Linked DNA regions of Mus musculus: region 2 is linked to region 1. Evidence: chromatin contacts called from public Hi-C data. All regions are on one chromosome and are shown on one strand. Each heading gives the region's core, a stretch centred on a gene start, on an enhancer-like site or on the middle of the called end of the contact. The rest is flanking DNA. Distances are from core to core; before and after follow the strand shown.

Region 1 (4,600 bases), core at 1,003-3,502:
TGGGTCCCTGTGTCACCTCCTTCACCTTCTGTGACTCAATCCTGCTTTCTTTTTTTTTTTAACCCTTGCAAACCTCGCACCCCCAAACTCTGCCATGTTGGCATCAAGAGGTCCAACCTGGCTGCCCCAGCCTTTGCTTCAACTTCAAGAATGCTTAGATTGACAAGCCAGTCAGCCATGCTCCTAGCATCTATTCTCGTACTGGAAGCTAAGTATTCACAGGGCTGGGGCTACTAAGACGGTAGCGCACGGAGCGAACGCTCCTCGGTGTTTTGCTAGGCCTCAGACTTTAGTCACTCTTATTGTTTTCCATTTGTTTATCTATTTGGGGGCATGCATGCTATGGCGAGCTTATGCATGTCAGAGGACAACTCACAGAAGTCCATTCTCTCCTGTCCTGTGGGTCCAGGGTAGATAAAACTCTGGTCATTGGGCTCAGCAGCAATGCCTTGACCCAAAGAGCCACCTCTTCAGCCCTAGCCATTCTTTAAAGTAGATGAATGGGTATACAGTGGAAGAAAGGAGGTGGTGGCCGAGTCTTCTTGTAGACAGAAAACCTCCTCTGAGAAAGCAGAACTGGGACAAGCCTTGAACATCAAGTACTGTGAGTAAGTCCAGCGGGCTGTACCTTGGACTTTCCAGGACGCCCTGATCCTAATACTTGGGTGTGAGAGTCGGGACCCCACCCAAAGCCATCAGTTAATGGCTCTTCACTGAAGTAAGTCCCTTGATCCCCCAAGTCATACAAATGCCATGTAACGGAGGCAGGGTTCAAGCCCCAGTACGGGGTTTTGAGCTTAATCATCAGACCGTGCAGTGTTTCTGTAGACAGAACTGCGAAAGACCAACAGCCAGTGAGGCTGTGTGGCGCTCTGAGCAAGAGAGCCTGGTGCTTTCAACAATTTCTGTGGGTAGAGAAGCCCCGTTTCACAACAATTGAGATCCATAACCATCAAAAGACTGAAAATAAGGTGCCACTGAGTCCTGAGGCATCAGTGGGAGTCCTGCATTCCTCCCTCTGAGGCTCAGGGAACATTAGGTGGGGGAAAGCCCGAGGAAAGGTGGAGTAAGGTGGAACGGTGTTTTCTGGAAACAATTTGCTTACTGCGAGCTTGATCTCATTCTGCCATGATTACCTGCCCAAGACAGGGTCTGCCAATATCCTGCCACCGAGGAGAAGGGCTTAACACTTTGTGTGTGGGGTGGGGGTGGGAAGCATAGCTTACCAGCAAGCATTTTTACCTGCTGAGCCATCTTACCAACTCCTATATTTTCTTTTTCACAGTTTTGTTTGTTTTGCCTTGGTGGAGGTTGAGGGTTTTGTGTTACCCTTGCCAGGCAAGCACTCAACACTGAGGTGTACCCCACTCCCGAAGTATTCATGGCTACTGAATCCTCACTGCCTAGCATTGAGCATGGCACACAGTAGTCATGTGTTAGAAAGGAATGAATGATGCTAGGTTATGTCGTTTAAAGAGAGAGTAAAGGACAGAAAGGCGTGACAAAGAATAAGGAAAGATCCGACGGGCAGATACAGGGGAGAGTTGGGAAGGGAGTCTTCGACCGCAGGTCACAAAGAGGCAGGATCATTACACTTGACCCCAGTGCAAAAGAGGAAACCACGCTGCTGACCCAGAAATGTGGGCAAAAATGCCTAACCATGATTGGATCTGTCTGCACCAGTTGTTTCGTTTATATTTGCAACATATAATGTGCTTGTGCGCAGAGAAAGGCGCTGGAGATGTCATTTATATGCGTATGTATCAAGTTTGGATAGGGTTCTTCACTTTGGCGCGGCTGCATCCGGACCGTAAACCGGGATGCACCCACTATACCTGCTGCAGCTGGTCAAGGAACTCTTCGTGGCGCGCATCCTCACTGCCGCGGGCCTTGATCAAACTGTCGCTCAAGTCATCTCCGATCACCTGGGCGGTGTACAAGTTTCGGAAGACTCGGGCAAGCAGATGTGAGATTTCCTGCGTGCGCAACGAGGCGGGGCGTAGACGCAGCGTCTGCGGCTCCGGGAGTGGAGGGAGCGCGTGGAACCCGGCGCGGAGGGACCGCGTAGGGAAGCCGAAATGGCAATCATCCATTAAGACGGTCGAGGAATGCAAGGACTTCCTGATGGACCAGCTGAGACTGGCGGACTCGAGCTGGTGTGGGACAGACAAAAACTGGGTCTCCAAGGACGACATAACGGCCGAGGAAGCTGTGCATTGCTGCTCTTCCTTGCTCTCGGAATCCATGGCAACAGAGACGCTGCAGACTCCGGGTCCCACTTCTTCTTCCGGCTCCGCCTCTTCCGTCTAGCTTTTCCTTTAGAAGAGCGTCACCACTGTCGTCATCTAAAAGTTTGCATTCCTAACGTCCAGCTAGGTAATCTAGCTTAGCTCAGACTCACCATTCCACCCCCGCCTCCTCCTTAGCCTCCCGAGGGCTGGACATAGGCGAACGTCACTGTGAGAACTAGCGTCTCTTCTATATTTTCTTTGTAAAACTTTATTTTTATTTTGTGTGTCTCTCTGTGTGTATATATGTGCCGTTGCCCGTGGAGGCCAGAAGAGGGGGTCGGATCTCTGGGAGCTGCTAGGCAATTGTAAGCCACCTGACATGGGTTCTGGGAACTAACCCGCTGGTCCCCTGGTTCTTAATGGCTGAGCCATTTCTTCAGCCCCAGCATCACCCTTTTCAGAGACGGGCTTATTATGAAGTTTGATGGAAAAAAAGATTCACTGTTGTGCTGGTCTGACTGCATACAAAGCCGTGTTTCTTACTACCCAAGTGCCGCCATCCCTATTTTAATTTGCTCAGACTGTTCTTCACATATATTGTTGTTTGGTTGGTTTTGTTTTAAACAATCCCTTGTTTTTGCTTTTACTTTGACACAGCGTCTCACTCTGAAGCTCTCAGGCTGGGTTGGAGGTCACTTTTGAGACCTGGGCTGTGACTCTCCAGGAATCCTCCAGCCCTTCACTGGCAGCATTAAGTACCAAGCAATCAGCAAGTACAGACGGCCACTGTTGGTGAGCCGTTCTATGCCCTCCTCTGTACTGTGCACTTGTTGTTCTGGTTCCTTTCCTCTAGAGAACCCAGCCAATAGAGGGTGTGAGGCTGAGCCGCACACCTTAATCCCAGCGCTCAATGGGCAGAGGCTAGCAGATCTCTAAGTGTGAGTCCAGCCTGCTCTACAAAGCAAGTTCCATGCCAGCCAGGATTATTTAGTGAGACCCTTTCTCAAAAGCAAAATAAAATAAAATAAAAAGGGGGGCGCTGGAGAGATGGCCCAGTGGTTATAAGCACTGAGGTCCTGAGTTCAATTCCCAGCAACTACATGGTGACTCACAACCATCTGTAATGGGATCTGATGCCATCTTCTAGTGTGTCTGAAGACAGTGACAGTGTACTCACATACATACAATAAATATTTTTAAAAATAAAAAGATTAATTTTTCTTTTATGTGTATGGGTGTTTTGCCTATATGTATGTATGTGCACCATGCTGTCAGCTCTGTACCTCCAGATACCCTTGCCTAGGTAACACAGATGCCAAAATAGTCACTTTCTACTTAGGTGTGAGTTTGCTCGCCTTACAGCCCTGAACCCACTTCCTGAGTCGAGTCCCAGGATGTTCACCCACAGACCTGAGCCATTTCCGCGGCTCTTGGCTGGCCCCCTCATCTGTTCTTTGAGGGAACCTTACTGTCCAGAGAGTAGGAGAAGCAGAGAGCCTTGTTAAGGTGTGCACCCGGAAGGAGCAGGCTCTGGCTGCCTCTCTGCTACATTCTTTCCTGCAAGGAAGGAGTTCACCCACCCAGGTGAAAAGCCCACGGCCGGCTCTAGGTACCTGAGACTCTGGGAGCATTCCCCAAATATCCTGAGTTTCCAGGACCATGGCAGGCCTCCTCTCTAACTGCCTGCTCCTAGTGCTAACTGGAATGTGCAGCAAGGGGAGCTTGAGAGAGGAACGAACATGGGCAGAAAGGCCATCTGTCTGGTTTTCGACACACACACACCCCCGGTTCCCAGTGTTCCCAGGGAGGGGCTTTCTGTGGGGAGAGTAGCAGAGTAGCAGCCGAGTGGGCGTGGCCCTGGCAGCCGAGTGGGCGTGGCCCTGGTGTAAGGGACCGTCTCCCCAGACCGAGGGATCCTGTCACTAGCAGCTGACTCCACTGTGGAAGATGCCCGGCAGGGCATCGGGAGAATTGACTCTTGTTGCTCTTCTGTGCTTTTCCACTCTACCCAGGTGACCTCACAGAAAGTCCCAGGGAGGCTGAGCCTGTCACAGAGATGTTCCCCACCCCTCTTCTCTGCATGTCCCATCTTACTGTCCGCTCAGCTGACCCGTCTAAGCCAAAGTCTCTCACAACGTCAGCCCTTCTGGTGGCAAAGGCCACTCCAGCTGTCCTCCTGTAGGTGGCTCTACAACTCCCTCCCTGCCTGTCACCCCTACTTCTCTTGCTTTCCACTGTCCTCTCTTCACCCCTTCTCTGTCCAACTGTCCATCCATCCATCTGTCCATCTGTCCGTCTGTCCAGGCACCTACCCAGGAGACTCTGTGAGCATAAAGGGAAGTCCTGATGAGCCTCTTTGTTCATGGCAT
Region 2 (4,600 bases), core at 802-3,301, 170 kb before region 1:
TTTCTAGATGTTGGTTGTGAATCATTGCTTCACTTAATCTCTTTTCAAGTTTTCTATAAATTGGAGAAAGCCTACTATGTCTATTGCAGTCATTTTTTTGGTGGAACCTGCAACTGGCATGTGAGAAACCCCAGTAAGCGGCGAGAGCAGATGAGTGTGGTTGTGAGGTACTAAGCCGGGCCAGCCCTCGACCTGCAGTATTGCTTGCAGTTGTTTGGGACAGAGGAAAACAAATTCTTTAGTCTGGTGATAGTGGCCCATGCCATTAGTACGAGCACTCAGGAGGCAGAGGCAGGGGAATCTCTGACTTCAAGGCCAGCCTGATCTACAGAGAGTTCCAGGACAGCCAGGGCTGCACAGAAAGAGCCTGTCTCGGGTATGTGTGTATGGGGTAGGGGGCAAAACAACAAAACAAGATCTTCAGCTGACAACTGTACTTGACATCTTGAAAGATCCCTTGTCTTGTTGCATGTGCGGCCTGCCTGGTCTCTCAGAGTGCTCAGTGAGCCCTGCCATTGCTTTGCTTTTACCCCTGAAGCTGCTTCTACAGATGACATGTTTAGTTTGAAAGGGAAACACAGACTATCTGGCAAATTAATCAAGAAAAGTAGTTGCACTGAATGTAATAGAAGAGAAAGTGCGGAAAAGCCTCAAACACATGGGCACAGCGAAAAGTTCCTGAACAGAACAGCAGTGGCTTATGCTCTAAGACCAAGAATGGACAAACGGGACCTCATAAAATTGCAAAGCTTCTGTAAGGCAAAGGATATTGTCAATAGGACAAAGTGGCAGCCAGCAGATTGGGAAAGGATCTTTACCAACATACACCCTTACATCCGATAGAGAACTAATATCCATTATATACAAAGAACTCAAGAAGCTAGACTACAAAGAACCAAATAATCCTATAAAAATGGGATACAAAGCTAAACAAAGAATTCTCATCTGAGAAATACCAAATAACTGAGAAGCACCTAAAGAAATGTTCAACATCTTTAGTCATGAGGTAAATGCAAATCAAAACAACCCTGAGATTCCACCTCACACCAGTGAGAATGGCTAAGATCAAAAACTCAGGTGACAGCAGATGCTGATGAGGATGTGGAGAAAGAGGAACACTCCTCCATTGCTGGTGGGATTGCAAGTTGGTACAACCACTCTGGAAATCAGTCTGGTGGTTCCTCAGAAAATTGGACATAGTACTACCTGAAGACCCAGCTATACCACTCCTGGGCCCAAAAGATTCCCCAACATATAATAAGGACACATGCTCCACTATGTTCATAGCAGCCCTATTTATAATAGCCAGAAGCTGGAAAGAACCCAGATGTCCCTCAACAGAGGAATGGATACAGAAAATGTGGTACATTTACACAATGGAGTACTAGCTATTAAAAACAATGAATTCATGAAATTCTTAGGCAAATGGATGGAACTTGAAAATATCATCCTGAGTGAGGTAACTCAGTCACAAAAGAAAACACGGTATGCACTTACTGATAAGTGGGTATTGGCCTAAAAGTTCGGAATACCCAAGATAAAATTCACAGACCTTAATGAAGCCCAAGAAGAAGGAAGACAAAAGGGCGGATGCTTCAGAGCTTCTTAGAAGGGGGGCACAAAATACTCACAAGAGGAAATATGCAGACAAAGTGTGGAGCAGAGACGGAAGGAAAGGCCATCCAGAGACTTCCCCGTGGGGTAAAAATGGGGTCTGTGTCCACTTGGGGCTAGGGCTGCTGGGCGAGGCAGGACATGGGAAGTTTTGACTGCCCACACTCTCACAGAACTGCTGGGCGTGTTTCGGGCTGTGAGAGGCCGCAGGCCCCTGCTCCGGGGGTGGGGAAGGTGCAGTCTGAGGTCCCTGTGGACCTGCCGGGGTTGGCCTCACTCTTGGGCACCACAGACGCCTCTGGGTACTGTGGAAGAGTCAGTTCTGGGGTCCTTGGGCTGCACAGAGGCCACAGATGTCAGATTCTCAGTCTTAGACACCGCAGATGCCCCTGTGGACTCTGGCCTGGGGCAGAAGGGAAAAGGGCATGGAGAGGGCTCTGGCTGGTTACCTCGGTACTTGTCTTGCTCAGTCGGCAGCTTGGGTTGGCAGAAGCTGTGGCTGGGAACTCTGAGAGGCTTGGGTTGGCTGGCAGCCATGGCTAGAGCGCAGGGAGGTCTCCCTGCATGGCTCATTAGGGGAAGACCTGCTCCATTGCTCCAGCATGGTGGGTCCCGATGAAAAGGGGTAGTCCATGGTTCAAGGCTTTTTTTTTTGTAGAAAGGCAGAGAGAGGGAGAGAGTAGGAAAGTAGAAGCCAGCTATGGCCACATGGAGAGGAGGGAGGAAGGGAGGGGAGAAGCGAAGGCAGAAGGAGAGGGAGCAAGAGTAAGAGCGAGAGAATAAGAGGTAAAAGAAGAGGGGGGCAAGCAGCTCCTTTTATAGTAGGCTGTGCCATCCTGGCTGTGCCAGACCGACCGGGACCAGGCTGTCTGTGCACAGTTTGCTGCCCCACACTTCTCCACCTGAGAATCCATCCCATATATAGTTGCCAAACCAAGACGCTGTTGTTGCCGGGAAGTAGTTGCTTATGGGGGTTTGTAGCCCCGTGGGGGTGGGGCAACAGTGTCAACTGCCCAGACTTCCCGGAGCTCTGAGAGACTGGACCACCAACCAAAGAGGGCTTGTTGGACATCAGTGGGAGAAGTGGACCTTGGGCCTGAGGGTATTCGATGCCCCAGTGTAGGAGAATGCCAGGGCTGAAAGGCAGGAGTGAGTGAGTGAGTGAGTGGGTGGGTGGGTGGGGGAGAGCCCTCATAGAGGCAGGGGGAGGGGGACGAGATTGGGGGTTTCTGAAGAGGAGACCTGGAAAGGGGAAAACATTTGAAATGTAAATAAAATATCCTATTAAAAAAAAAAAGGAATAACTAATGATGGGGGTGGTGTGGGGGGTGGGATGAGGAACAAAAGAGCAAAAGAAAAAAAAAAAAAAAAAACCAGGATATATTTTGTAGAGCAAAGGTGGGTAAGGATTTGGCTGTGATAAACAGAAACAAACACAGAGGCATTTTGAATCTGGGTGTATTTTGCAAGGGTTTTATGCATAGAGAAACAGGTGTTAATCTCTGAAAAGCTGTGTTCAGTGAAACAGTGTAATAGAAGGGACATTGTAATAATCATTTGGTACAGCAAAGTACAAATACAAAATCATCCAAATATTACAATTTCAAAAGGGGTGTTTTCATTAAAACAGCCAGGTAGACCAAATATCACTATGATCATTTGGTACATCAAAATATAAAAATCATCCAAGGTTAGTGGCAAATTTCCTAGAATAAACTAATGAATTTTTTGTTTGTTTGTTTGTTTGTTTTTTCGAGACAGGGTTTCTCTGTGTAGCCCTGGCTGTCCTGGAACTCATTTTGTAGACCAGGTTGGCCTTGAACTCAGAAATCCGCCTGCCTCTGCCTCCCGAGTGCTGGGATCAAAGGCATGCGCCACCATGCCCGGCTTAAAGAGTCATATTAATTTTTTTTTAAAGATTTATTTCATTTATGTGAGTACATTGTAGCTGTCTTCAGATACACCAGAAGAGGGCAGCAGATCTTATTACAGAGCCACCATGTGGTTGCTGGGAATTGAACTCAGGACCTCTGGAAGAGCAGTCAGTGCTCTTAACCTCTGAGCCACCTCTCCAGCCCAAACTAATGAATTTTTTTTTTTTTTAAAGATTTATTTATTTATTATACGTAAGTACAATGTAGCTGTCTTCAGACACACCAGAAGAGGACATCAGATCAGATTACAGATGGTTGTGAGCCACCATGTGGTTGCTGGGATTTGAACTCAGGACCTTTGGAAGAGCAGTCAGTGCTCTTAACCGCTGAGCCATCTCTCCAGCCCAACTAATGAATTTTTATGATCAGTTACTGTTTAACTTCTAGCTCCTGTTTTCCTGTAAATCTTCAAAGCATAAATTTAAACTGTTTTAATTCTTTTTATTTAAGGCTTTCTTAAACAATATAACAAAACCTACATCTGATGACACACGTGTAGTCATATAAAATATTGTTGTTGGGAAAGTTATATTTATCAATACTATCTTATACATGAATTATAAAGTGAAGCACAGGTTTTCCCGGAGATGAGGTTATAGTTAGTGACTCCATTTCAAGGGATGGTTTCGTACCCATTATTCTTGCTTAAGATATCCCTCACAACTGCAAGGTCACCAAAGGCAAGGACACTCTCAGAGACACTAGTGAGACCTGGTAGCTAAATGTAATTAGCTGTCCTGGATGGAGTCTTGGATAAAAAGGGAACCTTGCTTAAAAAATAAGGGAACCTGAAGAAGTTGTATGGATGTGAGGGACATAGTAAAGAGCTCACTGAAATGTCCATTTCATGATAGTGCAGGGATGGTTATTGTGGATAAAAGTGAGAACAGCCAGAGTTGGAAGAGTTGAGAGCAGAGAGAAAATGAAACAGTCTGGACGTGGACATGGTCAGGGCTATCTGTGAGAGAGTCATGAGAGCAGCTGAGATCAGAGACAGCCTGGGGCCAGTGAGCATAGTGCATAGTGTGAGAGTCAGAGAGGCAAAGGGCCTG

The links. Hi-C and Micro-C count contacts between places; a contact is called where the count stands out from the background.
Region 2: a Hi-C map of liver shows a contact between it and region 1, with 1.8 times the contacts expected there. The contact joins the enhancer-like site here to the promoter of Dlec1 in region 1. A contact is called at or near these places in 8 of 39 promoter capture datasets (the 3T3-L1 cell line, 3T3-L1-derived adipocytes, the HPC-7 cell line and 3 more), 19 of 484 Hi-C or Micro-C datasets (the HL-1 cell line, the MC38 cell line, adipose-derived mesenchymal stem cells and 13 more) and 4 of 115 datasets of contacts at active chromatin or transcription factors (bone marrow-derived macrophages and embryonic stem cells).

What each region holds. Positions count from the first base shown.
Region 1 is chr9:119,100,161-119,104,760 of GRCm38.p6, reverse strand. Dlec1 (deleted in lung and esophageal cancer 1) reads right to left here and starts at 2,252. Exons shown (of 37, transcript NM_177117.5): 1 at 1,836-2,252. The coding sequence starts at 2,246.
Region 2 is chr9:119,273,987-119,278,586 of GRCm38.p6, reverse strand. The region is part of intron 4 of Oxsr1 (oxidative-stress responsive 1); the gene reads left to right. Among named protein-coding and RNA genes, the nearest start is that of Oxsr1, 46 kb to the left of the region's middle. Within about 2 kb of position 2,051, at least 18 of the 459 cell types and tissues checked have an H3K27ac peak or open chromatin away from gene starts, as enhancers often do. A contact at or near this core is called in liver, where this site is marked.